Linked DNA regions of Mus musculus: all the other regions are linked to region 3. The links are chromatin contacts, called in public HiChIP or PLAC-seq and promoter capture Hi-C maps. All regions are on one chromosome and are shown on one strand. The core of a region is the stretch at or near the end of the contact, and the rest is flanking DNA. Distances in the headings are between cores, read along the strand shown.

Region 1 (2,700 bases), core at 197-2,696, 240 kb before region 3:
GACCCCAGTCACTCGGAAAGCTGAGGCAGAAGGCTCACAGGTACAAGATCTCCCTGGGCTATGGAATGAATTGAACGCCAGCCTGGGTAAATAACAAGACCCTGTCTCAAAATTTAAAAAGCTTGCCATCTGTGGCCGGAGCACAGTGGCGAAGACAATGGTTATTAGCATTCAAATTAGAGTTCAATCCTCTAGCCCCCAAATAAGATGGGGCTGGTGGGGTGGCTCAGCAGGAGGGGCTTGGCTTTTCTCCCTACAACACCACTCCCTAACCCCCAAAGTCAGTAATGGTAAGGAAAAATTGCATATGAGTTTCATAAAAACTGTCTACTATAGCAGGAAACTGTAAGAGAAACATGGATATATATGTATGTGTGTATATTTTCATATATATAACGCTATAGTAATATAGTGCATATAATTAACCAAAGCCAAAATTTACAATCTGTATATGTGTTATATGAGAATATAACTTTAAGGCTGGCGAGATAGCTCAGCCGGTTAAGAGCACTGACTACTTCTGAAGGTACTGAGTTCAAATCCCAGCAACCACATGGTGGCTCACAACCATTGGTAATGAGATCTGATGCCCTCTTCTGGTGCAACTGAAGTCAGCTACAGTGTACTTACATATAATAAATAAATAAATCTTTAAAAAGAGAGAGAGAGAGAGAGAATATAACTTTAGCTAGGTGGTGGTAAGATGCACCTTTGATCCCAGCAGATTAGGAAGCAGAGGCAGGCAGATCTCTGAGTTGGAAGCCAGCCTGGTCTACAAAGTGAGTTCCAGGACAGCCAGGGCTATAGTGAAAAAAAAAAAAAAAAACCAAAAAAATTTGGAGGGTGGGCATAGTGGCTCACACCCTTAATCCCAACATGAAGGAGGCAGAGGCGGGTGGATCTCTATGAGTTTGAGGAAAACCGTGGTTGGCCTCAACTGTTTAGGAAAGAGTTAATATGGGTGACTATGGGTCCGTTCTAGGCTCTTTACGGAGAAGTGGCGTATGGATTCTTCTTCCCTTCCCAACCCCCACTCCTGTCCCTCTTCTGTCCTCCTAGGTGGTGTTCCCTACCCTGTTCCGCTGACCAGGCCAGCTGGTTGCTCACAGTCTCCACAATCATATTGGCAGCGTCTTCATCTTGGAACAGGATTTGGAGCTGCTGTAGGTCCCCAGAGAACAGGGCATTGTGGACAGCTGGGTCTCGGCAGGAGCGGCGAGGCCTAAGGAGCTGGGCCTGGGGACAAGGGAGGTCCCTGTGCCTGCGGCACTGCTGGGCAGCAGCTCTCCTCCTGTCCTCCCAGTCCAGCCACTCTCTCTGCAGGCGGAGAGCACGCAGTGTGGAGGATGTGAAAGGAAAGCTCTCCCCTGCCATGAGGGGTCCAGTGGTCTGGGCAGTGCCACCTAGGCAGAGAATCGTTCCTTGTCCCAGCTAGCACCTTGCTCTGGGGAGCCACCCTGCCCCCTTCTTGGTAAGCTGGAGAAACAGCTGAGGCTATAAATAGGCCCCTCACTGCATTGGTAAACAGTTTGCCTAGAGTCATGATCTTAATGCAGATGGTATTGGGCCAGCCTCTGACCCTGCTGGTACCCTTTTGTTGGTCAACAGGGCCTCAGCCAAAGGTCACTCCTGGACCCCACTTCTCTGGAGTGAGCCTTCTAGTCAAAGCAGTCAACCATGAGATGGGTGGGCAGGACAGGGTAGAGGAAGGACCAGGGTCCTGCAGCCTCTGAAGTATTGGCTGGTAAAAAGGGTAGAAGCCCAGGATGGCCCATAGACCTCAGTCTGGGGAAGTGGAGAGAGCTTCCAAGAAGCCAAACCACTCTTCCTGAATTTGAAATAACAGCAACCACTGCACACACACACCATGCTTTCTAGAACTGAAATCACTCTCAGATCCATCTCTACTCAGATGACCAGTCAGTGTTGTAATACAAGACAGATTTGGTCAGGAAATGAGGCCAAGCTAAGAATTTCAGTTCAGCACCTGAGATGGATAGAGACTTACAGGACGTAAGGTTTTGTTGTTGGCAGTGCTGCTGTTTTTGTTTTTTGAGACAGGGTTCCTCTGTGTAGTCCTGGCTGTCCTGAAACTAGCTCTGTAGACCAGACTGGCCTTGAACTCAGCGATCCACTTCCCTTTGCCTCAGGAATGCTGGGATTAAAGGGATACACTACCACACCTGGGTGGAATTTAAGTCTTAAAAAGGTAAAACTGACTCAAAGTTACATAGCTTGTGGGGGTGTGCCAAGGCCTCCAGTGGGCCACACTTTAGATAAGTACCCTAGAGGGTAGTGCTATGTTGGGTAGACAGTTGAGCAAATCCTCTTCTTGTCCCCTCATGCCGAAACTGGGCACGGTCTCTACCTTCAGTGACTAGTTTTTTTTTTCCCTCCCTGGTTTCTAGGGGAATCACGTGCCTGACTGCGGATGTGTCCAGGGATTTGACCTTGGAAGTGGAGACTGAAGGGATGAGACTTTTGGGAAACTACGCCCCATTCGCTTTAGGAGGAAATGGCTGTACTTCCAGGAGCCTCTAGGGGGAGGAATGAGGCCGCGGAAACAACAACAGCTGGTCGATTAGCTGGCAGGGGAGGGTGGAGGGATGTCAGCGGGCTTCTGTCTTCAAGACTGCAGGCTCTGCAGTGTCTTGGCAATGCCATGTGGGTCCCTCCTTGCTCCCGGTGCTTGCTCCCACC
Region 2 (2,700 bases), core at 168-2,667, 220 kb before region 3:
TTTCTTTAAAAAAAAAAACCAAAAAAAAAATATATATATATACACATATATACATATAATGCACACACACAGTTTATCTGAACTACTCCTAGAAAGGGGAGATAGTAAAAGAGAGGCGACTGCTAAGGGAGACAAAGGCAGGGTCAGCATAAGGGTCTCAAGTAGCCCAAGTTGGCCTCAAGTCATTATTATGTTGATAAAGGTAATTTTCAAATCTTATATAAAAAAAATGATTGATTTAGTGGGGGTGGGGTACACTACTGCATGGGTGTGAAGGTGAAAAGAACTTGAGGGAGTCGGCTTCTTCCACCCTATGGGTCCTAGGGATGTAACTGAGGCATCAGAGACAACCACCTTTTACCTGCTCAGCCACTTCCCCAGCCCCTGACCTTGAACTCCTGACCCTTTCCTTTCCCAAAGGATGGGATTACTTGCCTACACCACCTCTGGAAACAGGCCTGAGTATTCTGCAACAGAATCTCAAAGGTTGGTCCAACACAAGAAAGGACCCTGCCTGAAACCCTTGTTTCTGAGGATCAAGCCAGTGATTTCTTTCTACAGAGGACCAAAGCCAAAGGCAAAGTTGCCAAGAGTGTGGACTGCCCCAGTCTACGGTTCTTCTTCCTGGACAGCAGACTCAGACGAGTGTCACACCCACAGCCTGGGTTTTTGGTGGGGGATTGAGGGCGTGTGGCATGGTAGCTGCTGCCTTTAATTCCCAGAACGCCTAAGGCAGAACTTTGAGTTCGAGGCCAGCCTAATCTACATACTGAGTTACAGGATAGCCAGGGGCAGAAAGCCTGTTTCAAGGACCCACCCTCCTCCCAAAAAAATAAAAACAGAGGAGGAGGCGGAGGAGGAGAGGAAGGGAAGGAGGGAGAGGAGAGTTGAATGTTAGTCACCCCAAGATCACGAGGTTGGGGGCAAAGATTCCAAAAGCCAGTGACGTTTGGGCTCGCAGGGATTGATGACTATTTTTCTGTCTGTCTGTAGGTCTGTATGTCCGGGGGAGGTACCTTTCACAAGGTCTCCTGCGCGTTGCGCGCCCTTCCTACCTAGCCCCCAGGTCTGCAGACTACACTCAGTCTCTACCAGGCAGATCCCGTCCTAGCAGACTAGCGAGCCCGGAGCCCAACCCGGAGTCCGGCTTCCCCGGGGCTGGAACGCCTCCTCCCCAGAGCCCGGGCGGCTTAGACGCGGCATTACCATAACGACAGGCCGTGGGCTCGGGCCGGCGGGTCGGCCCGGCCGTGTCAGACTCAAGGGTTCACCTCCAACTCGACCCAGACGTAGAGTAGGGAACTATGTCCGGTCGCATTCCCAGAGCAAGGTCCAAGAGAAGCGTCTTTAAGACCGCAGCGGAAACTGAGAGAGGGGCGCCTAAGAACGTGCACCCAGAGCGGCTTTCAAAGCCGCCGCCAAAACAATAGCTCCGCCCCCTTAAAGGGAAGGCACCAATTTTTATCCTGCCGACACAAAGTCCTTCTTCCTCGGGCCTTCCGCCGCAGCCTTAAAGGGAAAATCAAAGGTCTCTCGGTCGCCCCCAAGCGGTCCCTCTAGTCCAGCCGGCTGCCACGTTCTGGTTGAAAGGGAGCTTGGAGAAATCTTATACACTTTATTCTCCCTTCTTTTTTTTTTTTTTTTTTTTTTTTTTTTGTTGAGCACACTGGTGATTTGAGAGTGACTTCATCCTCACCAGAACGCAGCCGATCGTGTAGCCCAGGCTGCCCTCTAACTCACTTTGTAGCCGAAAATAACCTTAACTCCATATTGTTCTTCCTCTACCTCCCAAACGCTGGGGTGGCTGGTTTTATGTGGTGCTAGGGATGGAACCGGGGAGGGCGGCGGGGGGGGGGGGGGGGTTCACACTTTGTAGGCCAAGCTGATTGGTAGAGACAGGAAAAGGTAGAGAGCCTCATGCGCCATCATCCTCTGGTGAATGAGGAGGGATTGAACGATTTTGGGCCTTGCACGTGCTAAGCAAATGTTCAACACTAAGCTAATAATACGCCCAGCCCTAAAGAGTTTCTACGACAGAAAAATGTGTGCCTTCTTTGCATGTTAGAAAAATAGGCCTGAAAGCTGGGAGTGCATTCCAATGGTCAACATTGTACTAAGCGTCTTCAAGACTCTGGTCCCAGCTACCATACATACATACACTGCAGAAAAAACGAACAAACAAAAACATAAACAAAATTACTTTGGAGGCCATGCAGGGACTGGAAGGTAAGGCCTGGCTCAAGCATATAAGGCAAGTAAGACTGAATGAAGAGATCCGGGAAAGACAGGGTGTGTCTTTTCCTCAGAGCACAGTAGCCGTCTGAGCCATAGAAATATGACTAAATTGGTGGATTCTTCCTCAGAACAAGGCACATGTGTACAAACACATGATGCTTTGCACATAATTATAGGGGGGTTGTCTTCCTGAAGCCTCTAGTCAAGAACTCAGTCCCAGACAGGTGGTGGTGGCCCACGCCTTTAATCCCAGCACAGAAGGAGGCGGATTTCTGAGTTCAAGGCCAGCCTGGTCTACAGAGTTAGTTCCAGGAGAGCCAGGGGTACACAGAGAAACCCTGTCAAAAAAAAAAAAAAAAAAACCAAAAAAAAAACAAAAAACAAAACAAAAAAAAAACCCTCAGTCCCCTGGAATTCTAGGAAGCAAAATGGTATAGCAGTTAAACTGTAGATGCTGAAGTCTCG
Region 3 (2,700 bases), core at 124-2,623:
GGGAGGGCCCTGACCGTTGTGTGTGGTGGCATCCTTGGCCTGGTGGTCCTGGGTTCTACAAGAAAGCAGACTGAGAAAGCCACGGGAAACAAGCCAATAAGCAGCACCCCTCCATGGCCTCTGCATCATCTCCTGCCTCCAGGTTCTATCCCTGCTTGAGTTCCTGTCCTGACTTCCTCCTGTGATGGAAGTGTAAACCAGGTAAACCCTTCCCTCCCCAACTTGCCTTTTGGTCATGGTGTTTCAACGCAGCAGTAGAAAACCTAACCAAGACCATTTCTTAGTTTTTCTCTGCTCTAAATGGGGCCTGCTGTCTGTCTACCCATATCACGTCACTGGGGCCTGTCATAAATGTAGACTGATACTACTTGCCCCACAAGCCTCAGGTGACTCATAGACACAATTTGGAGCAGCTTGAGGGACGAAGGGAAATTTCTTGGTGACATTTGCTGCCCTCTTACAGCCTGCCTGTTCACTGCAAGCTGCAAAGACTGTCGACTGCCTACCTCTCTGGGACATGTGCCTCCTAACCGGCTTAGAATGCGCTGTTCTTTGATGCTGTTATTTGAAGGGAGGGGACACACCCACCAGACCACGTCTCATCCTCTAAGACCCCTACACCACACCACTGCTCACTCACACAGTGGTACCTTTCTACTGCTTCCTGCATACACATCAGTTTCTTTAACTGAAGCGAGGAAATAATTTTGGCTCTCTATCTGAGGCTAATAATCGGTAATCCTAGGAGTATATGGGGATAGAGGGAGCACAATAGAAACCAGCTATTTCGGAGCCACCGCACCTCCTCCCCCAGCCCCCGCCCCAGTAAAGCCTGGGACACTAGAGTCTTTTTTCTTTTCTTTTTTTTTTCTTTCTTTCTTTCTTTTTTCTTTTTTTTCTCTTATTCAGCCCTACCTCCTCCCACCCAGGCAGGCAGCATCCAGCTGCCTTCTTCCCAGGCGTACTTCTCCTCCCTCGCGCCTCCCCGTCCCCAGGGCAGCGTGCACCGATAAATCTTTCGCAGCACGTAGCATTGTTGCCACGGGTTGGCCGGGCTGCTGCCCGCTGCACACCCCTCTCCCGCCCCCCTCCCCCGCCCCCCGCCCCCTGCTCGGCTTGCTAATGACCCAGCACAGCCTCTCTTCCTCGTTTGGCTTTGAAGCTCCAGCCCCTGGCACAGTGCCTGGCACTTGCGGGGCTCTCAATCAATGTTTGCAAAATCGGATTCTCGGCGGAGCAGGTGTCCACCGGGAGCCGGGGGCGCTGGGCGGGGCCTGCGAGGGGGGCCTGCGGGGCCGCGCTCCACCCCTCCGGGCCCGCGCTGCGCCCCCGCCCGTGCGCGCTGCCCCGACCCCGCGCGCCGCGACAGGGAGGGGCCGGCGGAGGCGGAGCCAGTAGCAGCGGAGGCTGGTGGCTCCCGCGCGGCTCCGGGTCACCGATCCCAGATCCTGGCGCGACGAGGTAAGAAGCAGCGCGTGGCACACAAGGGACCTGGTGCGCGGCGGGGAGGGGAGGGGGAGCGGAGACCCGCCCCTCGGGTGCACCACTGCCTTGCGGCCCACCCTCCCCGGCGGGGCTCCGTTCCCAGCCCGCGGTCCCCTTCACTGCTCGGCGTCCGCGCATCCCGTGCGCCCCGCTCATTCCCGCCGCTCTGCATCCCATCTCCCCCCACCTCGGGGGTTTGCTCCCCCCCCCCCAGCTCCTCTGGGAAACCGGCTGGAGCCGGGAGTGTGTGTTTGTGTGGGGAAGTCGGGGGCAGTCGGGGGCCGCAGCTGGAAGCCGCCGAGGGGTGAGCCCGGCGTGGGGGCGGGGGTCGGGTACCATTCTTCTGCCTTCGATGTGACTGGTGCTCCACGCAGCGGGCTGGCTCCATGTCTGTCGAATGAATGAATCATGAGTCCTTGTCCCTCTCTGAAGGAGGACTTTTTTGAGGTCCACGTGCTACAGAGCACCTGGGGAGGGGAGCTCTTGAGATAGGGTACCTGCTTCCGGTAGAACAGAAACTCCGCTCTCACTTCTTCTGTCTTCAGACTGGAGGCTCTCTTTGGGTTGGGGGCTGGAGGTGGGGTCGGCGGTGGGAGCTCTTGCAGGCCTTAACCAGGTACTTGTTGAAGGGATATTGAGACTTGAGCAAGCACTCTTGGAAGGTACCAGCAATAGAGAGGACAGAGCTTGTGGTCGAGAGCATACCGCACAAGCAGGGGGACTTTAGGCCAAGGTCAGTCTGGAAGAAGTGATCTGAGTACCTATTCTGGTTCAAAAGTTATTTAGGGATGCCCAGTCTCTGTTTCCTAATCAGTAAAATGGGTGCATTGGTGTTCATCCTTTAAGGCTTTCTGCATAGTCAGAAAAGAGCAGCATCTTTAGTGTATTGGGGGCGCCCAAGAAGTCTTGCTCCCTGCCCAACCTCCTCCCCAAAAAGTGACTGTTTCTCCCCCCCACCCCCCATCTTATTTCTTCTGTCCTCACAGAGGTCATAAGCAGATCCTGGTGATGTGTGTTCATTACTGAGAGATTCCTCTCCCACCCACACAAACTGTAGGGACAGCTGGGGACCTGCTGGGCACAGGCATGCCAGTACTGTCTGAAGACTCGGGTGAGTGTCCTTAACCTGGGCTGCAGCTTCGGGGGGCCTCCCAGGATTGGAGAAAACCAAACCATAAGCAGGACCAGTGCTGTAGCAGCTGCCTCTGACCGATC

The links. Promoter capture Hi-C pulls out the DNA fragments that hold promoters and counts their contacts. HiChIP or PLAC-seq counts read pairs in DNA pulled down with a chosen protein or histone mark.
Region 1: a contact with region 3 is called in a promoter capture Hi-C map of embryonic stem cells, with 4 times the contacts expected there. The contact joins the promoter of Asb16 here to the promoter of Mpp3 in region 3. A contact is called at or near these places in 5 of 39 promoter capture datasets (the C10 cell line, cranial neural crest, embryonic stem cells and 2 more), 1 of 484 Hi-C or Micro-C datasets (the HPC-7 cell line) and 1 of 9 other capture datasets (adipose tissue).
Region 2: an HNF4G HiChIP or PLAC-seq map of pancreatic cancer cells shows a contact between it and region 3. The contact joins the promoter of Hrob here to the promoter of Mpp3 in region 3. A contact is called at or near these places in 1 of 484 Hi-C or Micro-C datasets (liver), 1 of 115 datasets of contacts at active chromatin or transcription factors (pancreatic cancer cells) and 1 of 9 other capture datasets (pancreatic islet).

Annotation. Positions count from the first base shown.
Region 1 is chr11:102,267,497-102,270,196 of GRCm38.p6, reverse strand. Asb16 (ankyrin repeat and SOCS box-containing 16) reads right to left here and starts at 1,446. Exons shown (of 5, transcript NM_148953.3): 1 at 1,074-1,446. The coding sequence starts at 1,374.
Region 2 is chr11:102,247,599-102,250,298 of GRCm38.p6, reverse strand. Hrob (homologous recombination factor with OB-fold) reads right to left here and starts at 1,417. Exons shown (of 10, transcript NM_153544.3): 1 at 1,207-1,417. The coding sequence starts at 1,209.
Region 3 is chr11:102,025,628-102,028,327 of GRCm38.p6, reverse strand. Mpp3 (membrane protein, palmitoylated 3 (MAGUK p55 subfamily member 3)) reads left to right here and starts at 1,373. Exons shown (of 19, transcript NM_007863.2): 1 at 1,373-1,461; 2 at 2,472-2,596. The coding sequence starts at 2,572.